Linked DNA regions of Mus musculus: region 2 is linked to region 1. Evidence: chromatin contacts called from public HiChIP or PLAC-seq data. All regions are on one chromosome and are shown on one strand. Each heading gives the region's core, a stretch centred on a gene start, on an enhancer-like site or on the middle of the called end of the contact. The rest is flanking DNA. Distances are from core to core; before and after follow the strand shown. Region 1 holds the start of Col8a1 (collagen, type VIII, alpha 1). Region 2 overlaps Col8a1 (collagen, type VIII, alpha 1).

The links. HiChIP or PLAC-seq counts read pairs in DNA pulled down with a chosen protein or histone mark.
Region 2: an H3K27ac HiChIP or PLAC-seq map of cardiomyocytes shows a contact between it and region 1, with 20 times the contacts expected there. The contact joins the enhancer-like site here to the promoter of Col8a1 in region 1. A contact is called at or near these places in 9 of 39 promoter capture datasets (the 3T3-L1 cell line, 3T3-L1-derived adipocytes, HPC-7-derived erythroid cells and 5 more), 15 of 484 Hi-C or Micro-C datasets (the 3T3-L1 cell line, the C2C12 cell line, the HL-1 cell line and 8 more), 7 of 115 datasets of contacts at active chromatin or transcription factors (the NIH/3T3 cell line, cardiomyocytes, a colorectal cancer cell line and 4 more) and 1 of 9 other capture datasets (embryonic stem cells).

Annotation. Positions count from the first base shown.
Region 1 is chr16:57,752,431-57,756,604 of GRCm38.p6, reverse strand. It overlaps Col8a1 (collagen, type VIII, alpha 1), which reads left to right and starts at 1,868. Exons shown (of 4, transcript NM_007739.2): 1 at 1,868-1,965.
Region 2 is chr16:57,633,010-57,637,275 of GRCm38.p6, reverse strand. The region is part of intron 2 of Col8a1 (collagen, type VIII, alpha 1); the gene reads left to right. Among named protein-coding and RNA genes, the nearest start is that of Gm51269, 24 kb to the right of the region's middle. Within about 2 kb of position 2,910, at least 6 of the 459 cell types and tissues checked have an H3K27ac peak or open chromatin away from gene starts, as enhancers often do.

The DNA of each region.
Region 1 (4,174 bases), core at 619-3,118:
ATGATAGAAGGTAGATAGATATAGATATATACCCACACACATATATATGTATATACACGCACACACATATGATGTCAAATTTGTATCTTGATGAAAATTAAAATGTTTCCATTTTGTCTAATGACTCTTCACCATCCTCCCTCTCTGAATCGCATCGGTTTTTGCATGTTGACTTCCAAGCCTATCCATTCGAGCTAAGCTTGGAATTCTTACAAAGGAACCATCAGTTGAGGCTCTGGGCTCTCCAGGCAGACAGATGGGAGTGAGTCTGTAAAAAACTAAGTCCAGTGTAAACTTAGCACATGTGGTGGCAGGTATTATTATTATCCCAGTGGCACGCACTACTATTTTCTTAATAGATTCTTTGAAAATTCTTTTTTATACTGTGGACCTTTACTAGGCCAGTGGCTCTTTCTTAGTGGAGAGGTTTTTTGCCCTTCAGTATCCTATGGCTAAGTCCAAGGCCATTTTTTTTCCACACCTAGCAGAAGGAGACTGCTGGGCTAGTGGTCCTCTGGCATCCTGTGGAGGAGAGGCTGAGGGATACTACTGAACAGTTTTCAAGCCCCTGCGCGGGTCCTCAGAACAATGCACACTCTCCAGGCACACTAAGGAGTGCAGGAGTTTTTAAACTGCCTAGCTTAGCCTGTTGCCAGCTTGAGCTAGCTAGAAAACAAGACAGAAAACAGCACAGCATGGCTTAAGATCGTGTGTGTGTGTGTGTGTGTGTGTGTGTGTGTGTGTGTGTGTGTGTGTACTCGGTGAGCAAGGTCATTCCCTCTTCTCCAAGGCATCTATCCGACTCCCATTTCCCATCTCTGAGTCTCAAGTCCTCCTTTCAAATGCTTTGATTTCTTTGGTGGCAAAACTGTAGCTTGGGCTGGGAAGTGAGTCACCGCTCAGCAGCGAAAGGACCTTATTTTTCTTTCTCTGAATACATTTTTTAATAACTTCAGCATGACCCTTCGCACTTGTTGGTTAAATCCTCTCTATGCCTACGACAAGTGGAGAGAGCTATGACACCGAACATTTTTCAGTTGCTAGCTAGGAGAGATTTTTTTTTTAATACCGAAAATAACCAGAGGACAGCGAGCCCTAGCATCCTGTGTTACATAAGCAGATGTTGATGCTGAAGGGACGAGCTGGTGCGGAGCTGTCTCCGCAGATGGACCTCACAGCTGCTCCAGCCTCTGGAGCTGCCTGGATGTTGCACGCTTAGAACTGTCTGTGGAAGGAGGCTGGCAGGAGTGAGGTGGGGTGGGCCAGGCTGCAGCAGTCAGCTCCCAGAGGCAGGGCGCCTGGGGCTCCCTGGGACGATCCCCTCCCACCACTGTCTGGGCTCACCGGGCTTGTCCTCCACCCTTTTCCAGAAGCCCATCTTCCTCGCCTCTACCTCGCTTCCAAACCCGTCAGTTCTCTTGGGCGGTTACTTGGCTTTTCGATCACAGAGAAAACACCTTTGTTATTGACAGTCGCCCAGGTTCCTCTCGCTGCCAAAAATGTCACACAAAACCGAAAAATAATCCAGTACCCATTTCATCTTCCAGAATCAAATCCCTATCTCTCTCTCTTCCCCTACCTTTACTTTAGCTTCCCGTCCCCAAGCCCCATTCATTTCTTCCCCAACCTTTCCCTTCTGTGGTCTCTGCCTTTCTCTACTCTCCCTCATTCGTCTCCACTCCTGTCTATTTACTCCGCCGCCCTCCAAAGTCCCTGGCTCTCCCCACTCCTAAAAACTCGGGCTCTACCCTTTCTGCCCCTCCCCAGACAAGTGTCCAGCTCCACGGGGGCAGCCCGCCCGCCGCCCCCGCTCAATCCCTGCCCACCTACTGTGAGGAACAGCTCCGCCCACCTGTCCATAAAAGCCAAGTGCAAGTTACCCGCAGAGCACAGAGGATCAGAGCCCTTCCACGGTCCTCTCCGTGGGAGCCCGAGTCCCTGTCTCCCAGATCTGACGTGCTCAAGGTAAGATAACCCTTGTCAGGGCTGCTGACTTGCAGGGGGTTGCTGCCTGGAGTGAGTCCCTGCTGGTCAACGCCTTTTACTTAGAGTTGATTCATAAGGATGCTGTAATGAACAGTGAGCTTCTTAACTAGCAACTGGTTTGAAAACAAACTTCTGTTTGAACAGTAAAATAAAAATTCCTTTTTGGCAGAAACAACAGCATTTCTATTACAAAAATCTTTTCTCTTTTTAAGTCACACTGCCCCCCCTCCCCGCGTGCCCCGTCTGTCTGACTGCTTCTGAGGTTAAATGTATCTGTTTGCGGTATTATGCTTGTGTTTTTAATTGTAAATAGTTCACATATCAGTAAGGGCAGGGGAATCTGTCCCATTGTCAAAAAAAAATGCACTTTAAAGGAGCACAATTACTTCTCTAAAAATAGCACAGTCAAAAGGTCGGCTGCTGATTTTGTGATGTTTTCCAAACCCCCAAGACAACTTCTGTGAGTCCTTTAAGAAGTATCTTTCCAGGTTTAACTGCTCGGAAAAAATGATGTGAACGAGTGCCCTTTGCCCGGGGACAGTAATCAGGTGACTGGAAGATAGGAAAGTACAAATCCCAGTTTACAAGCTGGGGCAGGATGAGCCACTGCTGGGCTACCTTTCCAGTACAGCCTAAAAGGAGTCTTGTGTGGAGACTGAGAGTGTATGAGAACTCTGTGATGCCTATACACACCTCAAACACGAAGTGTTTCAATATGTTTCTCAGAAAGCACGCCGGTCAGATTGCACAATTCTTCTGTGTACAACTGACTGATGTATAGCGAGATCAGCCAGAAAGACTTCAGATGGAAGGTTTTCATCCTCACCGTCCCCTCTGCCCTCCTCAAGCGAGTGCCTGGTTATTGACTGACTCCCCCAGAGCTCTGCAGTGGGGAAGAGACCTTGGATGTGTGTAGGGGTGGTTTGGGGAAGTGGTTGTGGTAGGTGGGTTGGGGGTTGATCTGTTCTTCTTCTCCAGAGTGCTGTGCACCTGTGTGAGGAGAAGCAAACCTGACAGCTACTTTGGAAAAATAAATAAAAATCAGACTCTTGTGCCATCAAGTTTGCTACCATATTCTGTGGGTTTTGTGGGATGAAAGGCTCTCATGTGGGAGAAAAGCCCTCTTCAAATGTTCCATCTGGGCAACTGCAGAAGCTGCTCTTGGAGGAGACAAGCCCAGGCTGCCAGTCAAGAAACCAAAGCAGCGCTTTAGTCCTTAAGGTTCTTAAGGGGAGAGAGCCATTCACATCTTCATGCCTGTTGGTTGTGTGCTGTTTCAAATGGGAAATTTCACTGTAGGTCTAAAACTGAAATAAATCACACACTTAGACAAGTGGCTTGGGCTTTTCCAAATTCTCTTTATCTTTTATATATCAAAAGAAATGTAAAAATATTAAACACTGTTTAGCATGAAAGGGCTAGCATAAAATTATTCAAGTTACTTATGAACCATTTCCCCCACGTTGCAGTTTTTCCCCCCAGTGGAAAAATACTGCAGAGAATGTGGTTTCCTTTCAGAAAATGATATAAAATTACTATTGGCCAATATAATATGTGACCTGTGCATCTTCAAATCCCCTTATCTCCATCCACAGTGCAGTCTGCTGGCTCTCTAGCTAACAAGAGTAATGAGCCATGGAAGGTGCAGGTATGAAACAAGGCCAACCCAAATGTTGGGTTCATTCAAGTTAATTCCTCCTTTAAGGTAATACTTGAGTCCTGCTCAGCCCCATCAGTGAGAAAAGATTATAATTTCCTCCAAAAACCTCCTCTGTCAAAGTTATCAGCCCTAAGGGCCAAAAGCTTACATTATAGAACTCTGTTCAAGCTAAATTTGAGACTTATAATTGTTCTCTGAAGGTTTGCTTCTGCTCTCCCTGACTGTCTGAACGGAGCAGCTATGAACAGTTTAACAGTATATGTGTCATGAGGTTCAACCCCCTTAACTAAGTGGGTGAGATCATCTCAGACTGTTCATGATCTAACCTTCCCAGGGGGCATTACCAGTCAAAGGAGTCTTTCCCTAAGGTATGTACCAGGCACAATGGTACTTTTCTTCTTATGAGTTTAGAAAAATCAAAGTTAAGGTGTCATTTAGTTGTCCTAACATCACCTCTTCTGCACAGGATGTCAAAGGACAGCCCGAGTCTCCTCTTCCCGTGTGTGGCCATGTCCAGCGCATGCTATT
Region 2 (4,266 bases), core at 1,661-4,160, 120 kb after region 1:
AAGCTGTAGCTCATAAATAGGAGTATCTAATGAATTAATTGCTCTGGAAAGCACAATCAAGAGACAGTTTTCTTTAAGACACATAGAAAAGCAATTATAGGAAATTCTACCTTGTTTTCCTTTTTTTCAAGGCTCTTAAGGCCCATGTCAAGACAAAGAGTGGCCTGGCAGATAAGAGGGACTTGTTCCCACTATGCACAAAACTAAGTTAGATACAGAGCAAAGACTGAAGGGTAAATATCTAATAATCGTTTTGTATAGCAATCGAAAATTTCACGAGGATAAATAGACAAAAGGTTTGTTCACAGCATCTAAAATAATATGTGTCATGTTAGTCTGGTGTGTATATCATACATGGAGGAAACGAGATCTCCTTCCAACCTTGTCCAACTACAGGAAACATTCAGGAAGCTTTTCAAAGAGATGGGGATTGGCAATTCTGACAAGATAAAGGGCAGCATTCGTTCAACAGGTCTTTTGTTGTTGTTTGTTGTTGTTGGTTTGCTTTATTCGGTTTACATTTATCACTATTGCAGTTAATCTCACTCTTGCTTTGTCTTCTTTTGAAAGTCTCAGTTGGTTTTGATTTGCCTTTTTGGCTGTGCTCCATACCTTACATCTAAACGGTACTTTTCAGCTAACACAGAATTCATATTATTGTCTGTCACAGCTCTGAGGAGTGGGCAGAGATTGTCATTTCTGTGTCATGGGTGAGAGAACTGAGACCCAGCGGAGATGAGGGACCTAGGTATGGAGAAGTGCAGAGCTTACTTAAAAGTAAGTTTTTTGAGTTCTAGAGCGTATGGCATATGGCATGAGAGCGGTAACTAGTCTACCCAGCTGGCGGAGATGCCTTGTCTACATCTCTACACCCATTAAATATTCTTATCGTCATGTAACACACACACATACACACACACACACCAATCATAAAACAACTACAAAGCAAGGAAAATAGCAGAGAAAAAGCACAGCATATTGTGCTCTTCAGAAAAGGAAGAGTGGCGCGGGCACCCACTACCATGGCGTCTTTCTAAGACTGCTTCTTCCCCGTAGGTGTTTCCCTTCTGTAGCGCTTCTGATATTCTTTGAATGATGTGAAAGAACCACGATACCACGTTGACCACCAAACCTCTCCTCAGGGACCAGAAGGAAATTAATAGGGATAAGTCAAGCGGTAAATTCCTCCATAAATTTTCAAGTTAAAACTGAGCAAAGTTTACTTAAACAAAGAGCCAAAGAAATGGTAGAAGGCCGACTGGATGAGGTGGTTTGAGAGAGAGGAAGGCCAAGCCAGTGAAAGGAAGTAGTGTGAGGGAAGCTGGGTCCTGCTGAGCCCTTGGGATTCACCTGGGCTTTTAGGCATCTTGTTCCCTCTCCGGTTTTTTAGCATTTCACAAGTGTGTCCTGGCTTAAAGACTATTTAAGTGTAAACAGCACATCAAGTGTGTTGCTGGAAAGGCAAAAGCCAAGCATCTAAGTCTATTCCTAAAGACAGTACCACATGTTTAAGGTTCGATAATGGAATCCGTTCACCTCAAAAGGCAGAATTACATCCGAATGAAGTGCCTAGCTAGCTACTATGTCAGTAGGTATTACCGCATTTCTGGTATGAATTAACACTTTCAGATCACTGGTGAATACCTTAAAGGTATCGAATACTAAAATCAGAAGGGATGTAAAAAACTAAGACCTACTGGTAACAGAGGAAGAGCTGAATGGGACTTGTTTAACTATTCATATCTGGAAAAAAAATAAAGACAAACAACCAGTCTTGGTGGGGGGCTGGGGGACCAAGAGTGTGTCTAGTATGTTACATTTATGTTTTAAAGAAGTTTGTCTTGCGCTATATGTTTGTAAACTGTTTCTGGGCAGAAAAACAAAAACAAACAAAAAAACATGATGAAGCAATGAGCAAAGTTGCTGCTTCAAAAATAAGGGATTTTAAAGAACAGGAGTTGATGAGGAAACATGTTTTTTTTTCCTCTGTCTTTTGCTACTCCTTAAAGGTGCACACATGTATCATTTCCAGTACAACCGTGTAGCTCCCTGAGACCCGAACTCACTGACCACGCTATATTCAACCTTGCATTCTCGGGTGGGCCTAGCATGACTTCTGATAGGGATTTAATAAAGAAAGGCCAGTTGAACTTTTACCATAGATGTTCATGTACACCAGAAATAAGTTAATATTCATAAAAATAAATCAGTATTCATTTTCTGGCTCTTTCCCAATGGTTTCTAGTAAGCACTTAATCATTTAGAGGGACAGAAACGAGCAACGTTCTGACTGCTCCCTCTTACCAACACATTTATTATTCGTTTGCTTAAAATAAACAGCTCTTCCTTGTAACCATGATGATTGCATCACAGAGAATGCTTTATAAATCATTTTCATGACTAATGTTACGTCACTAATTCCCTAAAGGAAAAAAACCATTCATTTGTATATTTGGAAAAACGGGAAAGCAATGAATTTTCTGGTAAGGATTCACTTTAATTTTTTTTCCTTTTTCTATTTAATTAACCAATCCTTTTGTATTCTGTTCAGACTTTTGGAGTTACCCTTCAATAGGATGTCACAAATTCAACACAGATTTTCTAAAAAAAAAAAAAAAAAAAAATCAGGATGCTATGATCCACAATTAAGTTAGGCAGGATTATAAAGAAAAGCTCTCCTGGGGAGGGAACTTAAATGCTTGTACACACGTCTTTTTGAGGCATTCCAGGAAATAGTTGCATTAAAGATTGTGAGGCTCTTGCTACGTCTCATTCTCCAGCATTGTGACACTCTCTAATTTTTAATGAGTCCTTTAATAAGGTGTGAGTTTACAGCAGCTACTCAGAAGTAGTTCGAGTTCAACCGGTGGACGGTGGAGGCGGGGAGCACCAGACTTCCAAGTGTGTCATGCCTGCCCTCTGGTGTCCATTTTCCCACATTGCATTTTTCTGAACTGGTCTCCAGCCTAGAGTATTACCAAGCAGAGGTCTCCTCAGGCTGATTTTTATAAACAGATAAAACCCATTTATATTTATTCAGTTAACTGTTGACTTGCAAAGAGAACCATTAAATAGCTTAGAAACAGATTGTTCTTGTGACTAGTCAGAAGAACTATACAGTCATCTCCCTGTATCTTATTTATGCAATTAATTTACTTTGTAAACTCCCTTCGCTTCATAAAACTGCAAAGATAAACTTTAATGGACTCTCAGTGCAGTTAGCCAAATTCTGAACCAGTTACTTCATAGTATTCTAATAGTAGGAAAAAGTGCACAATTATGATAGTAGTTTTTACTATGACTTTCTGGCATTATCAAATGAAATGCTCTTTGTAGTTTTTGGTATTGCTGTTACACTTATTGTACATTCATATTTATATGTATTTATGACAAATGTAAGCATCCAGAAAAGCATTTAGTAGGTGGGCAATCTCATCTCCTGTCATAACCTATACATTTTAACTGTTTCCATTTTAAAGTGCTACCCAGTTGGAAGACTGCCCCCATTGAACAATGAGTTAAAGAAATAAAACTCAAATTCTCTCTTCCAAATTTTGACGTAGCTCCTACATGATCAACCAGGGCTTTACAGTCCTCAATGCATAGCTTTTATAAAATGGCCCCAGGGTCCTGGTCCATTTCCAGGCAATATATCAGCATTCCAGCCAGCAAGGATGCAGAAAGGAAAAAGCTTGCTCACTGCCTCCAGGGGACCTTACAGGAAGGAGCATCTAGTACAATGATATTCAGTTGACAAAACTCGTTCATATCACCACACCTACCTGAGTGTCTTCATTGTTTTATCCCAAGCTACAAATCAGGTTTTCTGACATTATGGGAAATTTGAAGAATTGGTATTTGGAGAAACTATCAATCTCTAGATTATATTCCAATAATTAATAATTGCTTTCATTTGACAGATTCCACTCTTCTGGCATTTGTTATAATTCTTTTTTTTTTGTCTTTTATGTATTCATTTATTTATTTTACACTCTGGATTTTATTTCCCCTCCCAGTCCACCCTCCGACTGTCCCACATCCCATACCTCCTTCCTACTCACCCCCGTGTCTCCACATGGATGTCCCCACCCCCACCCCCACCCCACCTGACCTCTAAACTCCCTGGGGCCTCCAGTCTCTTGAGGGTTAGGTGCATCAACTCTGATTGAACATAGACCTGGCAGTCCTCTACTATATGTGTGTTGGGGGCCTCATATCAGCTGGTGTATGCTGTCTGTTTGGTGGTCCAGTGTTTGAGAGATCTCC